Linked DNA regions of Mus musculus: regions 2, 3, 4 and 5 are each linked to region 1. Evidence: chromatin contacts called from public HiChIP or PLAC-seq and promoter capture Hi-C data. All regions are on one chromosome and are shown on one strand. The core of a region is the stretch at or near the end of the contact, and the rest is flanking DNA. Distances in the headings are between cores, read along the strand shown. Region 1 holds the start of Nip7 (NIP7, nucleolar pre-rRNA processing protein). Region 2 holds the start of Cdh1 (cadherin 1). Region 3 overlaps Wwp2 (WW domain containing E3 ubiquitin protein ligase 2). Region 4 overlaps Nqo1 (NAD(P)H dehydrogenase, quinone 1). Region 5 overlaps Tango6 (transport and golgi organization 6).

Region 1 (2,820 bases), core at 127-2,626:
AAACTTCATCCTTTCCAGTGGGTACCTGGCATTTGCCGTGATGGATGGCTACCGTGGCTACTCACCAGAGGAATGTCCGCCATGGAATAGACAACCACTCCCTGGTACTGAGATGTGTTCTCAGTAATTCGACCCAGACCGGATTTCAACACATGGTTTCCATACAAGAAGGACTGCTCTGCTCCCGGCTTTACCCACACTTTATACTGAAAGAGAGTTAAAAGCCAAGACACAAGGATGTTGGGCTATATCCCTAAATGCGGATTAGCAGCTGCTTCCGAGTTTAAGGAGAGGTGGGGAACCTTTAAGTTGTTTGGACCCCCCCCCCACTTTTTTGTTTTTGTTTGTTTGTGGGTTTTTTGTTTTTTTTTGAGACAGTGTTTCTCTGTGTAGCCCTGGCTGTCCTCGAACTCAGAAGTCCGCCTGTCTCTGCCTCCCAAGTGCTGGGATACCCCAATTTTTGATCTTTCACCATGGAGTTCCTTCCTCAACCTAACATCGAAATTCAACCTTACATCGAAATGCTCACATAATCAGCAATTTCCTTTTTTTTTCCCCTTGGACCCTAGGATCACCCTCACCACTGGCACTTGTGTCTTCGTCTCTGCTTTCTGAGATCCAGCTGACACGGTGGAGGCCTGTTTTCCTGTAGACAACTAGGCTATGCAGCTCCATGGCCATAACCCTTCCTAAACGTGTCCAAGCAGCAATATCGACAAACAACTTCTTAGGCTGACGCTGTCCAGAAACTCGTTGGAAAGAATCTGTGCTCTGACCTGGCCGCCGTCACCCGGGACTTCATCCCGGATGGCAACCTGGAGACCAGGCCCCCACAACGTACCTTGGCATAGGGGGCCAGGTAATCCAGAGCTGTCACGTGCAAGCGGAACTTGTGGGTCTTGGTAAACTTCCCAAAACACGTCCCCAGCGACACGAGCTTGTCTCCGGAGATGTTGGCGGCCAGCTTCAGCATCATCTCACTACAGGGGCGCGGGAGGAAGGTACCCGGTGACGACCAGGGATGGATGCACGCCTCCAGCCCGCCACGCAGTGGGCAGCACGCCCCACCTCACCTCACATAGTACACTCGGTCGTTGTGCAGCCGGAAACAGTACGTGCCGTCGGGTCTGTCCACTAGGAGTTGAAGGTTCTCTCCGATGCTGAGGGCAACAAGACCAGCGTCTGAGCCGGGACCGTCCCGCCCCGGAGCCGCATCCCCACTCCCCGCACGCCCGTCCCTCATCCGCCTCTCCAGTTCTTACTACTTCGCGATCTTCTCAAACATGACCCGGGTCTCTTCTTCAGTCAAGGGCCTCATCTTGCCGCTTGCTTGGCTCCCGGGAATCCTCGTGCCTGGAGAGCCGGAAGCGGAAGTCACTTTCCCACCCGCCCACTTCCTGGGGTCCACGAACGCGTGTCTCTCTAGCCTAATTCTCCGTGATCTTTGCGCAGCCGCCGCCTACCGTGGCGGACTTCCGGGGACCGAAAGCCGGCTAGATGAGAAACCATAGAGACGGGAAATGTTTCCCCCAATCGTTTCCGTTTCCCAGGAGCGAAACCGGCTCTGAAGAGGAAGTGACGGTACCGTGCTTGAGAGATGGCGGCCGCTCTCCCTCTCCAGCCCTCCACGACCGCTTCGGCCACGACGACAGCCACGGCCGTCGCGCTGGGGGAGGTGGAAGATGAGGGCCTCCTGGCGTCGCTATTCCGGGACCGCTTCCCCGAAGCTCAGTGGCGTGAGAAGCCCGACGTGGGCCGCTACCTCCGGGAGCTGAGCGGCTCCGGGCTGGACCGGCTGCGGCGCGAACCCGAGCGCTTGGCGGAAGAGCGGGCCCAGCGGCTGCAGCAGACGCGCGACCTGGCTTTCGCCAACTACAAGACGTTCATTCGCGGGGCCGAGTGCACCGAGCGCATCCACCGGCTCTTCGGCGACGTGGAGGCGTCCCTCGGGCGCCTGCTCGACCGTCTGCCCCGCTTCCAGCAGAGCTGCAGGTGCGGCTGGCCTGATGGGGACGGGCGCGTCATTGTATCTGCCAGGACGCTATCGTCATGACCCAAGCGTAGTGTACAGGGCTCTCTCCTGATTGCCTTGTTAATCCACTTAAACTTCACAGCAGCCATCTAGGTAGGTAGCGTCATTATTTTACAGACGAGGAAGTCGAAGTGAAGTGACTTGTCCAAGAACACAGCTAGTAAGTTTCCAAGAATTGGAAGCTAGGAGTCCACTACTCCCTCATAGGCTGTTGTTTAAATAATAAACATTCAGCCAGTCTTATTGACACTTGTGATCCCAGTATTCGAGTCACAGAGTCATCATCCTAGTCTGAGTATTGAATTCATGGACAGCCTGAGCTACATGAGACATTCAAACAAACTAAAAAATGTATGCATCCGGGCGGTGGTGGCGCACGCCTTTAATCCCAGCACTTGGGAGGCAGAGGCAGGCGGGTTTCTGAGTTCAAGGCCAGCCTGGTCTACAGAGTGAGTTCCAGGACAGCCAGAGCTATGCAGAGAAACCTTGTCTCGAAAAACCAAAAATAAATAAATAAATAAAATTATGCAAGGCAGTTCATTGAGCCTGACATAGTTAACCCTATATAAATGTGGGCTGGAGGTGCTCAGCTTCAAAATGTCCATCGATAGGAAGCTGACAGATCCTATTTGTCATTGTAGGTTGTCAAAAAGCATTTCCTTTTTAAGCTATGTTACATTTCTAGGCCCTCGATCTAATACACTTAGTTCTGCTATCCAGCAGGTCAATTTTTCTTTGGAAGCTTGGATATTAAAAACAGGTTGTGTACCCCATATGTCTGAAAAGAG
Region 2 (2,820 bases), core at 165-2,664, 450 kb after region 1:
CTGACCCTGTGAAGTCACTCTATGAGCCTCCAATTGCTCATCATTAAATGGAACTACAGTCCAACTGGCTCTACCCAGCAGGTTTGGCGGTCTGAAATGATAGACCGGCTCCAGTAATCAGTTGGAGGAATACCGATGACCTCTAAATACCCTTGGCCCATTTCTGCCCCGTATAAATAGCAGAGCCAGACATATCTACCTTGATCAACCACAATCGATAAATAAGACTCCCAAATCTGCCGTAAATTCCAAGGAAGAGTTTTGTCCATTCCACCCTACCAGCATGGTAGCACGATTTCTTGGCGCCTTCACTACCCGACCCCACTCGGCCGAGTAACACCATCAGTTTCCCTTACCTCTGCCCAGGACATGGCCTCTCTCCAGGTGCCTCTCCGGCACCGGGAAGGTGTAGACCTCGGAACTGAAGCCGGGACTGCAGGACTCAGGCTCCAGCTCCTGGCAAAGCCATGAGGAGACCTGGGATGGAGGTAAAGTAAGCAAACTGGTGACTTGAGGGGGTTCCCAGCAGCCCACACCGAAACCAAGGGTAACCCTTCCCTCGCCTCGGGCGCCGGGATTAGTGGGGAGGACCCCCCTCAGGGCACACAGGGACGCTATCCGCTCATCCCGAAACCAGCCGCCAAGCTCCAAAAGCCTTTGGGGGAGGGGACATCTGGGGCCACCACCTGGCAACCTAGTCCACCTTCCTCTCCTAGCTCCATTTGCATCTCACTGGAGACGCCTTGACTCTTCCGGACACCACTTTCCTTCGACCGCGAACGGTCTCAACGCACACCCGCAGACTCCTCTCGGGTACCCCAATCTACGGTCCCTCCCTAACAGGACAGGTGCTTTTATAATACTAAAATCCCTTCCCTTATCTCGGATCGTCCGCGCTACTTCAGCACCCCACCTTCTACAGGCAGGCCCCCATCCTGCTCCACGCCTCCTCTGTCTCAAACAGGGACCCTGCTCAACCCGGGGACCCGGGAGCCGGCAGCGTGGCGCGCCCCCACCTGGGAACCTGCGCCAGAGGCGACCACTCCGCGCCCGCCTGGACCTCCCTCCCACTCCACCGCACTCAGCCCCGCACCGCGCAGCGCCCAGGGCGATCTGGCCCTCCGGATCCCAACTTTCTTGGAAGAAGGGAAGCGGGACCACAGCCGGCAGAAAAACACAGCGAAGCGGATCATGGGGCACGAGTCAGGACCCTCCACATACCTGCAGCAGGAGCAGGAGCGCGGAAAAGCTGCGGCACCGGGCTCCCATGGCGGACCCGGCAGACGCCGAGCAAACACTGAGCTCGGGTGCGGTCGGGCAGGGCCGGGTTAGGCCGGGCAGGAGTCTAGCAGAAGTTCTTGGGAACTCAGTAGTGCGCCGCGGCTCCCACACCAGTGAGCAGCGCAGAGGCTGCGGCCGCCAGGTGAGCCCGCAGGCACCGCCCCCGGCGCCGCTGATTGGCTGGGGACGCACCTGCAGGTGGCAGCCAAGGAACTGCAGGGCCCTCAACTTCCTCCACCCCTGTCTGTAGTTGGTGGCATGGGGCCGGCCTTAGAAGACTTCCCAGCTTCCTATTCCACGGTCGTTCGAATCCTAGCCTAGCTGTGCTCTGACCCACGGAGACATGGAGTTACAAAGGACTTTATTCATCATCTAGGTTTCCGTTTTGTTTCTTATGTTTTTATTTTCTTTGGTTGGATGAGTTTGTTTGCTTAGGGATTTTAAATGACATTTTAACATGGGGGGAGGGGTGCGTGCGCGGGCGAGAGCGCGATCCTGTGCTCGCAAACGCACGTGCCACAGACCGATTGTGGAGATAAGACGACAGCCTTCAAGAGTCAATTCTCTTCTTCCACCAAGAGGGTCTTGGGATTGCATTGCCGCCATTGGCCTTTACTGACTGAGCTATTTCTCCGACGGTTTTATTTTGTTTGGTAGCTTTTTTGTTTGTTTGTTTTCCAACTCAGGTGGGCCTGGAATTGTCTTAGTCTTAGCCATCCTCCTGTTTCAGTCTCCCGAATGCTGGGATTGCACAAGTGGGGTACCAGACCAGGCTAATCTAATTTTCTAACACCTGACCGGCTCCCTTTTGAGACATAGCCTTGCTATGTAGCCCAGCATGGCTTTAAACTCATCATTGTTCAAACTCAGCCTTCTCACTTCTGGGATGGAGCTACAGGTACCCACTACCTTACTGCCCGGCTAAAATCTGTTCTCTTAACTTCAGTTCTCAGGACTAGGTAACCCAGACTGGCTTTGACCTTGGGACCCCCAAGTAGCAGCATCCTATGCATCCCACATCCATCAGGTTTTTTGTTTTGTTTTGTTTTGTTGTTGTTGCTTTTTATTTTAAATCTTTTACTTACATTGTTCTCCCTCCGTGTATGTCTATGTGAGGGTATCAGATCTCCTGGAACTGGAATTACAGACAGCTGTAACTACCATGTGGTTGCTGGGATTTGAACCTGGGTCCTTTGGAAGCAGCCAGTGCTCTCAACCACTGAGCCATCTCTCCAGCCCTCCTCATCAGTTGTTCTGTTGGGTTTTATTTTTTAATAATTTATTTTGTTTATGTGTATTGGTGTGAGGATGTCAGGTCCCTTGGAACTAGAATTACAGCCAGTTGTGAAATGCCATGGGGGTGCTGGGATTTGAACCCGGTCCTTTCGAAAGGCAGTCAATGCTCTCAACCGCTGAGCCATCTCTCCAGCCCTCTCCCATCTGAGCTGGAAGAGATGTTACTCAAATCTGTTATTTACCTACAACTTGATATCGTGTAGCAAGTCAACGTGTTAAAGGAGGAAAGTCCAGAACTCAAGC
Region 3 (2,820 bases), core at 100-2,599, 430 kb before region 1:
TTCCAGGAAAGGAAAACTATAAAGAAGTGAAAGGACCAGTGCCAGAGCCAGGGAGAGCAAGGAGGGCTGACTAAATGAAACACATGAGGCTGTAACGGTGGACACACACCATGAATTCGTCAAAACCCTCAGAATGGACATCACCAAGCCAGAGCCCTAGCATAAACAATTGCCTCTGAGTGAGAACAGTGTGTCACCAGCCTCCCTCAAACATAGGCTGATCAAGGGCTGCAAAGGTGAATAAGGACTTCTGTGCTCCTGCCAATTCTGCTGGGAACGTAAAATGGCTCTTATAAAAACAAACCAGATGACAGCAGGGGCTTTTGGGTTCAGGCTTTTGGGTTAGGGCTGCTACAGCAATCACCCCCATGGAGTATGACCAAAGGACTCCTGTCCCTGAGTAAGCCAAGCTCTCTTATTTTCTCTATCTTTGTCCATGCAGAGCACTCTGCATAGAGGGACATCCCTGTTCCCCACTTCACTAGATCAGCAAACTCTTTCAAAGTATCTTTGAATGTTCCACTCTTGGCTGTGTACACACTGGCACATCAATAGTCCTGGCACTTGGGTTTGTTCACACTATGGGTATGCTGATGTATAAACACTTGGTGTGTACACACTAGCACTTGTGGTTGTTGCCCAGTGTCTTGTTACAACATCCTCGGTATCAGGTTCTGTGCCTTTCTATATTTTTGTCGCCATGACTTCTGTGAGTCTGGCTTTCCTTACCCTCAGTCCTACTCAGCTTTTTGGGCCACACTACCTCTCCCTTGGCTCCTTTCCTACAGAGGAAATGTCAAATAGCTAGTTCTAAAATAAACAGATATAAATAAGTAAATGTACAGTGTCACTTTTACTAAGAGATAACTGGTGCATCAACGTGCATATTTAGATGGTACCAATCTTCATAATTACTTTTGAAAATGCCCCAAATGCTTGTCCATGATCTCAACAGCTCAGAAGACAGCCTGAAGACTCCCTGGGAGCAGGGACTGCGTCTGTCACTGCTGAATGATGAATCTGCATGTACACAGATTCCTTTCTTCTTTCCAGCGTCACTAATGAGAATGAGACCATAGCCAGCTTTTAAGGGGAAGCATAAAGGTGCTAAACTCTATTTCATTTCAGGCTGACAAGGGAACATCTCCAGGTCAGCTTTGGTCAGCTCCATGGAAGAAGGAGTGGCAGTAGCCAGCAGAGACTGGAGAATGGCTCAGGTCCCAAAGCGCCTCTCTCCCTGTCAGCTTTGCTTCCCCATTCTCCCTTAGGCCACCCCCCCACCCCCCGGGCTTCCCAGCAGACTCACACCCGTCTGAGTTTATTTGTCTTTCCTTTCTGGGATCCGCTGTCTGCAGACACAGCCCATGAGCTATTCAGAGCTCACCAGAGGCTCTGGGCTGTACAGGCTTCCCAGAATACAGCTCTTTCCAGTCTTGGGGGAGGGGGGTTACTAATGCCAAGTCAAGGGAGCTAATAAATCTAAGAGGTTTTCGTCATAGCAAGACAAAAAAGAAGGGTCACAGAGGGAGACAGAAAACCACTACCAGGATGTCCTAAAACGGCCATAGTTAGAATGTCACTGTGAAGAACATGTTCAAATGCTATCTGGAGGGCCCTGAGGAAATCCAAGGCCTTAGGACCTTTATCTCTCACGCATGCACAACACATATGAAGTGCTGAGAGTATAGCTTATAGCTAGAGTGCCCGCCTGACATGGTCAAGGCTCTAGGTTCAGCTCCCAGCATCAGAAAGCATTCACATCCACTATATTCAAAATAAACTGATACAGACATGACAAAGGAAAATACGCTGAGCCCCACACCCAGCTTCCTAACCACGATCCCTTGCAGAGACCTTCTAATGAAAAGCTCCACCAGGCCTGGTGACACAGGCCTGTAAATCCAACTATTCGGGAGGCTGAGGCAGGAGATCACAAGTTCAAGGCCACCCCCGTAGAAGAGTGAATTGAAGGCCAACCTAGACAACTCAGGTGACTGGGGTACATACAGATCAAGAGCACAGCACCTGCCTACAGTATGTCAAACATTTAATTCCATCCCTAACACTATGGGGGAAACTAACAATTTCATGAAACTAAAAGGAAATAAAGACTCGATTCTTTTATGCTGACTCATTTCCTTATCTAGGAACCTTCCCAGAGGTTCACATCCAAGGCCCCACAAGGTTGGGCTGAGAAGGAAAAGGGCCCACACGGACAGTACACCGACTGGGTTCCCTCCCACCACTCACCTCACACAACACAGAAGAAGAAAGAAGAGAGAGGATCACAGGTGATCCAGAAACAGCACACCACAAAGGAAGCCAGACTTTCTTGGCTTTCCTATTCCAGCCTGGAGTTTCGAGACCATTTCTAACCTCTAGGAGACCCTAAGGAAGGCTGCAGCACTGGGGGTCACCCTTTCTACTCAGTCCCTCTTCCCTCTGCGCACATTCCACTGGGTCTCCTTAGCGCCTAGGATCAGTGGCACTGTCCTGAACATGTGGACAAAGGAAACCCTCCTAGTCCACTCTGCTCACTGCCCTGCCACGCTGGCTTCCTCTCCTGCATGTGTCTGCCGGCTCCATGAGCTCCCTCACATCACTAAGACTGAACTCACTATAGAGAGAGGGGACCCTGCATGATGGTGCACAGTACCAAGGACATGGGAGTCCTTCCCAACCTAGCTGGCAAGTGTCCAAAGCCAGCCTTGTTCCAGCAACAGAAACAAACCATGAATGTCCTTCTATGCTCTCCCCAGGCCTTCACCATATACCAGCTCCTCCACGGGCATGAAACGCTGCATATATATATATATATAT
Region 4 (2,820 bases), core at 222-2,721, 330 kb before region 1:
GCTTCATTTGTCCTTCTCCCCGGGGGCCCCCTGTTCATTAACTCACTGGGACCCAGGAGAGGAGCGGGTGACACTTGTTTTCTCTTTCAGAATAAGAAGACCTTGCTTTCTATCACCACTGGGGGTAGCGGCTCCATGTACTCTCTTCAGGGTGTCCACGGGGACATGAACGTCATTCTCTGGCCGATTCAGGTAGCTCCTTCCAGAGGAGTTTGTTAGCCGAGCGTTCCTCAGAGTCCAAACCTCCAGACAGTAACTCAGAACTGACCCGAGGGGGGAGGAGAGCAGCCAGGGAACAGGGCAGCCACTCCTAAGTTTCCTTCAGGAGCTTGTGAGATGACCCTGGGCACATGGTCAAAGTCTCTTCTATGTGCACCAGGGCCTCAGCGTGTGCAGCCACAGCCTTGGCTCTTTCCAGTCTTCCTGGAATTGTATCTGTAACCCCAGAATATTTTAATAATTAAAAAAAATGTATGTGTGGGCATGCATGTGTGTGCTTGTATGTATGCGTGCGTTTGCACATGCATGTGTGTGCCTGTGCGATTGTGTGTGCGCGCGTGTGTATCAGAGGTCAACTTTTGGGAGCCGGCTCTCCCTTTATATCTTGTTGGTACCAGGATTTCCTTGGCTTTTGTAGTACTGTGTGGTCAAGGCTCACTGGCCTTCAACTTCTGTCTCTGCCTCCCATCTTGCCTCTTGGCATGCTGGGATTGCAGAGTCATGCTGCCGCATATATTGGATTTTCTGAGACAGGGTTTCCCTGTATATCTGTCCTGTAACTCACTCTGTAGACCAGGCTGGCTTCAAACTCAGAGATCCATCTGCCTCTGACTCGAGTGCTGGGATTAAAGGCATGCGCCACCACACCCAACTGCATTCACCTTTTTACATAGGTTCTGGGCTCTCTCTCCATCAGACTTATAAGGCTGGTATCTTGACTCTACTCGCTGAGCCATCTCTCCTGCTCTTTTATTGTTTGTTTGTTTGTTTGTTTGTTTGTTTGTGTTTTGGGTTTTCCAAGACAGGGTTTCTCTGTGTAGCCCTGGAACTCACACTGAAGACTAGGCTGGTGACGAACTCAGTGCGCCACCACTGCCCAGCAAGACCTTTTATTGTTTTAAGGTGGGAGGAGGTTCATATACAATCCCAAGGTAGACTTGAACTTGTGGCAGTTCTTTTGCCTCAACCTGTTGGGTGCTGGGTTTAAGGCGTGGACTGCCATATCTGGCTCCCCAGGACAAGAATCAGGTTCACCGAGCTTGTCTCTGAGGTGGGTTGGACGCTGAGGAGTATGTCCACTCAGGACCGGGGGTGCAGAGGAGAGCGAGCAAGATGGGTGCTGAAAAGACCATTTGTGCAAACTGAGTTCATCATGTGGAGAGGCAGACAAATGCGCATCCACATGCCCTCGCATGAGCCAGAGCCAAGGAGCAAACGCTCTCCCTAATGTAATACAATTTCCGGCTCTTTTTGGCAGAGGATCCAGGTTGGCACAGTTTCAAGGTTTTTACTCATTCAAGCTCTGCCAAGGAGTCTAGGGAGGGAGGGCAGAAGGTAAGAGAAAGACCCGTGTCAATTCCCAGGGGCACCTCAGATTGTACATTCTCCCATTGGCAAGCCCAACTCACCCTCTTAAAAGTTTTTTTTTTTTTAATTTAAGTTTTATTTTTTATGAGTTTTGCCTGCTGTTTGTCTGTGTACCGTGTGTATGCAATGTTCATGAAGGCCAGAAGAGTACATTGGATTCCCTGGAACAGCAGTTACAGATGGTTGTGAGCCACCACGTGGGTCCTCTTAGTCACCAATGCATCTCTCAAGCTGCAAGTTTTTTGTTTTGTTTTTGTTTTTAAGATTTCTATTTATTCATTTTATTGTTCTGGGTATGTATGCTACGTTTATGTGGGTGCCACAGAGGTCAGAAAAGATCATCCAATCCCTTAGAACTGGAGTGACAGGTGAGTCCCTCCATCTGGATGTTGGGAACCAAGCGGGGTACTCTGAAAGAGCAGAAAATCTCGAGCCAGCTCTCCACCCCGCAGATCAACTTCTGATGCCCGTTTACAGTACGGACTTAACTCCTGTGACTTACCGCTGTGTTCTGTTTCTCCTCAGAGTGGCATCCTGCGTTTCTGTGGCTTCCAGGTCTTAGAACCTCAACTGGTTTACAGCATTGGCCACACTCCACCAGATGCCCGCATGCAGATCCTGGAAGGATGGAAGAAACGTCTGGAAACCGTCTGGGAGGAGACCCCACTCTATTTTGCTCCAAGCAGCCTGTTTGACCTAAACTTTCAGGCAGGATTCTTAATGAAAAAGGAAGTTCAAGAGGAGCAGAAGAAGAACAAGTTTGGCCTCTCTGTGGGCCATCACCTGGGCAAGTCCATTCCAGCTGACAACCAGATCAAAGCTAGAAAATAAGGATTTTTTTCCTAACATATAGTTAGACGCAGCTTTCTTTTTCCCCAGCTTGTCTGACTTGCTTTCATTTTTTTCCTTTGCTCCACGAGGATGGGAAAAGGAGTAAGTTTGCTTCATGCTTTTTTTTTTTTTTTGATAGTTCTGCCATAACAACAAAATGAATGAAGTCAGATTAGGAGCCTCAGGGCAAGGTGCAGAAGCGAGCTGGAAATACTCTTCTAGGTCATTTATGCAATATTCGCCATTTTCTTCGGGCTAGTCCCAGTTAGATGGCATCCAGTCCTCCATCAAGATTCGTTGTCTATAATTACCTCTCTGTGGTTTAGGGCAGAAGGGAATTGCTCAAAGTAAACAATGGCCGAGGGACTAACTTGTTTAGCAGTTAGCAGTTAGCTAAAGCCT
Region 5 (2,820 bases), core at 136-2,635, 320 kb after region 1:
TCATCTTGTTAGCAATCTTAACCTGCACTTTCTCAACACTAACTCCTCTTCCCAGACATGCTGTTTTAATAATCACCTTACTTACATGAATCAGAAAGGAATGAAGAAAGGCCCGATGCTGTTAGATTCTGTTTCATTGGCCAAAACAATGACTCCTAACAGGGAAAATGTTGTAGGCTCTAAAGAGTGACTGTAGTCAACCATGATTTTCAAATGTGACCTTATTGTGAATACAAGACAAAACCCAGCATTACTAAGAAGCCTTACGGGGCTGGAGAGATAGATGGCGCAGCTGTTAAAAGCACTGGGTACTCTTCCAGAGAACCTGCATTCAAATCCTAGCATCCAACATAGTGGCTCAGAACCATCCAAATTCCAGATCCAGGAGATCCTACGACCCTCTTCTGACCTCCTGCGGCCCCAGGCACACAGGTGGCATACATACATACATACATGGAGGTAAAACATTCATACACACAAATAAACTAAATCTAAAATTTTAAAAAAAGGGCACCTTTGCCAGGCAGTGGTGGCACATGCCATCCTAGCACTTGGGAGGCAGAGGCAGATGGGTCTATGAGTTCTAGGCCAGCCTGGTATACAGTGCAAGTTCTAGGACAGCCAGGACTACACAGAGAACAGAGAAAACCAGAAAGAAAAAAAAAAAGTAGAGGAGGAGGAGGAAGAGGAAACTCTTATAAATGAATGAATCAAGCAGGAAACAATAAATTAGCAAATCTAGGGCAAAAGTAAACAAGGTGATGTGTGTTCACTTAAACTGCAAAATCAGGGGAGCCCAGGAAGTGGCAATGAGTCAGGATGGCTCATAGGAGGGCAAGGATGGGCCAGGGCTGTGCAGAGATAGCAAGTGAGGCACGGCCTCCAACAATGGGCTCTAAAAATGCAGTAATAGATTTTAGCGATTTCTTTCCCATTTGTTCTATTGTCTAAAATAAGTACTAAATAAGAAGATTAAACACAATCTATGCTTTCAACCTATAAAGACTATCCAAATTAATATTCAATCAGAAAACAAAATTCAACTAAGCTAATTAAATCCAGTAACAATCCAACTTAAGCTATTCCATCTGTGAACTCTTCCTTGTTACATTTCATATGACTCCGGAACCTTAGCCAAAAGCTTATTTTTTTCAGATGACATACAAAATATAAAATTAGGAATGTAAATCCAGTGAGAAATGGGATTCATATTGACAACTAGCCCAGATAAAAATCCTTTTTCTCCTTTTTTTCTCCAGGTAGGAGTATCCCACCTTTTGACACTAAAATATAATGTTGTAGTCTGGGACCCAGGCTGTCAGCTGTGGGCTGCTGGCTGGACACGCTTGTTAAGAGTGCTGGAGATGTAACACATGGGGAAGTGAAAGGCTCTGGGTTTGATCTGAGAGAGAGAGAGAGAGAGAGAGAGAGAGAGAGAGAGAGAGAGAGAGAGAGAGAGAGAGAGAGAGAGAGACCACAAAAAAAAAAAAAACACAGAGCCAAAAAAAATAAGTCAAGAGAAAGGCAAAATCTAGAATGTCAGGAATCACCCAGATGTGAATGCTCAAACTCAGAATGAACCTGCGGGCTCCCTTCTCACGGGATGAGCTTGAGTCTGTGATACCTGCTCTGACGCTGGCCTACTTTCTTGCAGTCTCCTTGCTTAATGTGTCACCCAATTAGCCAGTCACCCTCACGAGCATGGTCTGTACCTGCCTCTCCTTAACCAGTCACCCTCACACGCAGGTCTCACAAGCACGGTCTGGCCCTGCCTCTCCCTTTCCCTTTGGCAGTGCCTCGCCGGGGCTTTACAACTTCCTCTTATCAGTGCCTCAAGAAAACCAACGGGGCTTTTCTCTGGTTCTGAGACCTTGCACGAGCTTCTCTAATGAAAGGCTTCCTTCCGCGAGTTCTACCCACTCACACACATACTCCTCTTCAGGTCTAGTTAAATCCCATCTGCTCACTGAAGACCTCTTGGCCTAGCTTAGATGTTATGTCCCCTCCGTTCCCGTCCCTCTTCTTTGGAGGGATTTGACTCAATTCTATCATATTTTTAAATGGTCATTCTGTGTGTGCCTCCCTCCCTGGGCTGCAGTATGAGATATAAGCCATGTCCGTCTTGCCCACTGCTATATTCCCAGATCTTTTAGCTCAATATCTGGCATGTGGCAAATAATAACCAATAATGTTTGAATAAATTTTTAAAACTATAAATTAGAGCTGAAGAGATGGCTCAGTGGGTGGCAAAGGACCTGTGTGTGGTCCCCAGTGCCCATGTAAGGAGGCTCACAGTCGTTTGTAAATCTGGCTTCAGGGGATCTGACACCCTCTTTTAGTCTCAGCAGGCACCTACACGCATGTACACACAGACACACGCACACACATAATTTAAAAATAGAAATAGATCTTAAAACCTAGAAATTAATTATGTAAAAAGCACATAAGCTAAGCTGGCCATGGTGGTGTACACCTGTAATCCTAGCTCTCTCTCGGGAGGTGGAAAGGAAAATCAATCAACAACGTCAGACTGAATCCGAGGCCAGCCTGGGCTACATGCGATTCTGTCTCAAAACAAAACAAAACTCTTAAAAGTGACTGGCAAGGGGCTCAAGCACACTGCACGGCATGTGCTCAACAACAGATCCTGAGCTAACGTGAAACTGTGTAACCAATGCCATCTGAGCCGCCAGGAGGTTGCTAGGGATTTCCCACCAACCCTTTGAAGAATGGGAGCCAGAGAACGGAGTGTCTGCCTCAGGCGCAAACCACTTTGCTCACTGTTTCCAAAACAAGCTCCTTCTGCGAGGGAAAGAGCCC

What was found. Promoter capture Hi-C pulls out the DNA fragments that hold promoters and counts their contacts. HiChIP or PLAC-seq counts read pairs in DNA pulled down with a chosen protein or histone mark.
Region 2: a contact with region 1 is called in a promoter capture Hi-C map of embryonic stem cells. The contact joins the promoter of Cdh1 here to the promoter of Nip7 in region 1. A contact is called at or near these places in 2 of 39 promoter capture datasets (the SN4741 cell line and embryonic stem cells), 1 of 484 Hi-C or Micro-C datasets (embryonic stem cells) and 4 of 115 datasets of contacts at active chromatin or transcription factors (embryonic stem cells, memory CD8 T cells and pancreatic cancer cells).
Region 3: a contact with region 1 is called in an HNF4G HiChIP or PLAC-seq map of pancreatic cancer cells. The contact joins the enhancer-like site here to the promoter of Nip7 in region 1. A contact is called at or near these places in 2 of 115 datasets of contacts at active chromatin or transcription factors (neural tube and pancreatic cancer cells) and 2 of 9 other capture datasets (adipose tissue and liver).
Region 4: a FOXA1 HiChIP or PLAC-seq map of pancreatic cancer cells shows a contact between it and region 1. The contact joins the enhancer-like site here to the promoter of Nip7 in region 1. A contact is called at or near these places in 12 of 39 promoter capture datasets (3T3-L1-derived adipocytes, the C10 cell line, the HPC-7 cell line and 7 more), 9 of 115 datasets of contacts at active chromatin or transcription factors (astrocytes, embryonic limb bud, embryonic stem cells and 3 more) and 3 of 9 other capture datasets (adipose tissue, liver and pancreatic islet).
Region 5: a contact with region 1 is called in an HNF4G HiChIP or PLAC-seq map of pancreatic cancer cells. The contact joins the enhancer-like site here to the promoter of Nip7 in region 1. A contact is called at or near these places in 5 of 39 promoter capture datasets (the 3T3-L1 cell line, cranial neural crest, liver and 1 more), 8 of 115 datasets of contacts at active chromatin or transcription factors (the 230-238 cell line, embryonic basal ganglia, embryonic forebrain and 4 more) and 2 of 9 other capture datasets (adipose tissue and liver).

What each region holds. Positions count from the first base shown.
Region 1 is chr8:107,055,433-107,058,252 of GRCm38.p6, reverse strand. It overlaps Nip7 (NIP7, nucleolar pre-rRNA processing protein), which reads right to left and starts at 1,376. Exons shown (of 5, transcript NM_025391.2): 1 at 1,263-1,376; 2 at 1,074-1,160; 3 at 842-980; 4 at 66-206. The coding sequence starts at 1,318. It overlaps Cog8 (component of oligomeric golgi complex 8), which reads left to right and starts at 1,516. Exons shown (of 5, transcript NM_139229.4): 1 at 1,516-1,992. The coding sequence starts at 1,598.
Region 2 is chr8:106,601,944-106,604,763 of GRCm38.p6, reverse strand. Cdh1 (cadherin 1) reads right to left here and starts at 1,414. Exons shown (of 16, transcript NM_009864.3): 1 at 1,222-1,414; 2 at 357-477. The coding sequence starts at 1,269.
Region 3 is chr8:107,488,605-107,491,424 of GRCm38.p6, reverse strand. The region is part of intron 6 of Wwp2 (WW domain containing E3 ubiquitin protein ligase 2); the gene reads right to left. Among named protein-coding and RNA genes, the nearest start is that of Gm51547, 16 kb to the left of the region's middle. Within about 2 kb of position 1,349, at least 97 of the 459 cell types and tissues checked have an H3K27ac peak or open chromatin away from gene starts, as enhancers often do. A contact at or near this core is called in adipose tissue and pancreatic cancer cells, where this site is marked.
Region 4 is chr8:107,388,417-107,391,236 of GRCm38.p6, reverse strand. It overlaps Nqo1 (NAD(P)H dehydrogenase, quinone 1), which reads left to right. Exons shown (of 6, transcript NM_008706.5): 5 at 91-192; 6 at 2,113-2,820. The coding sequence ends at 2,418. Among named protein-coding and RNA genes, the nearest start is that of Nqo1, 13 kb to the left of the region's middle. Within about 2 kb of position 1,471, at least 45 of the 459 cell types and tissues checked have an H3K27ac peak or open chromatin away from gene starts, as enhancers often do. A contact at or near this core is called in pancreatic cancer cells, where this site is marked.
Region 5 is chr8:106,736,031-106,738,850 of GRCm38.p6, reverse strand. The region is part of intron 12 of Tango6 (transport and golgi organization 6); the gene reads right to left. Among named protein-coding and RNA genes, the nearest start is that of Tango6, 54 kb to the right of the region's middle. Within about 2 kb of position 1,385, at least 60 of the 459 cell types and tissues checked have an H3K27ac peak or open chromatin away from gene starts, as enhancers often do. A contact at or near this core is called in pancreatic cancer cells, where this site is marked.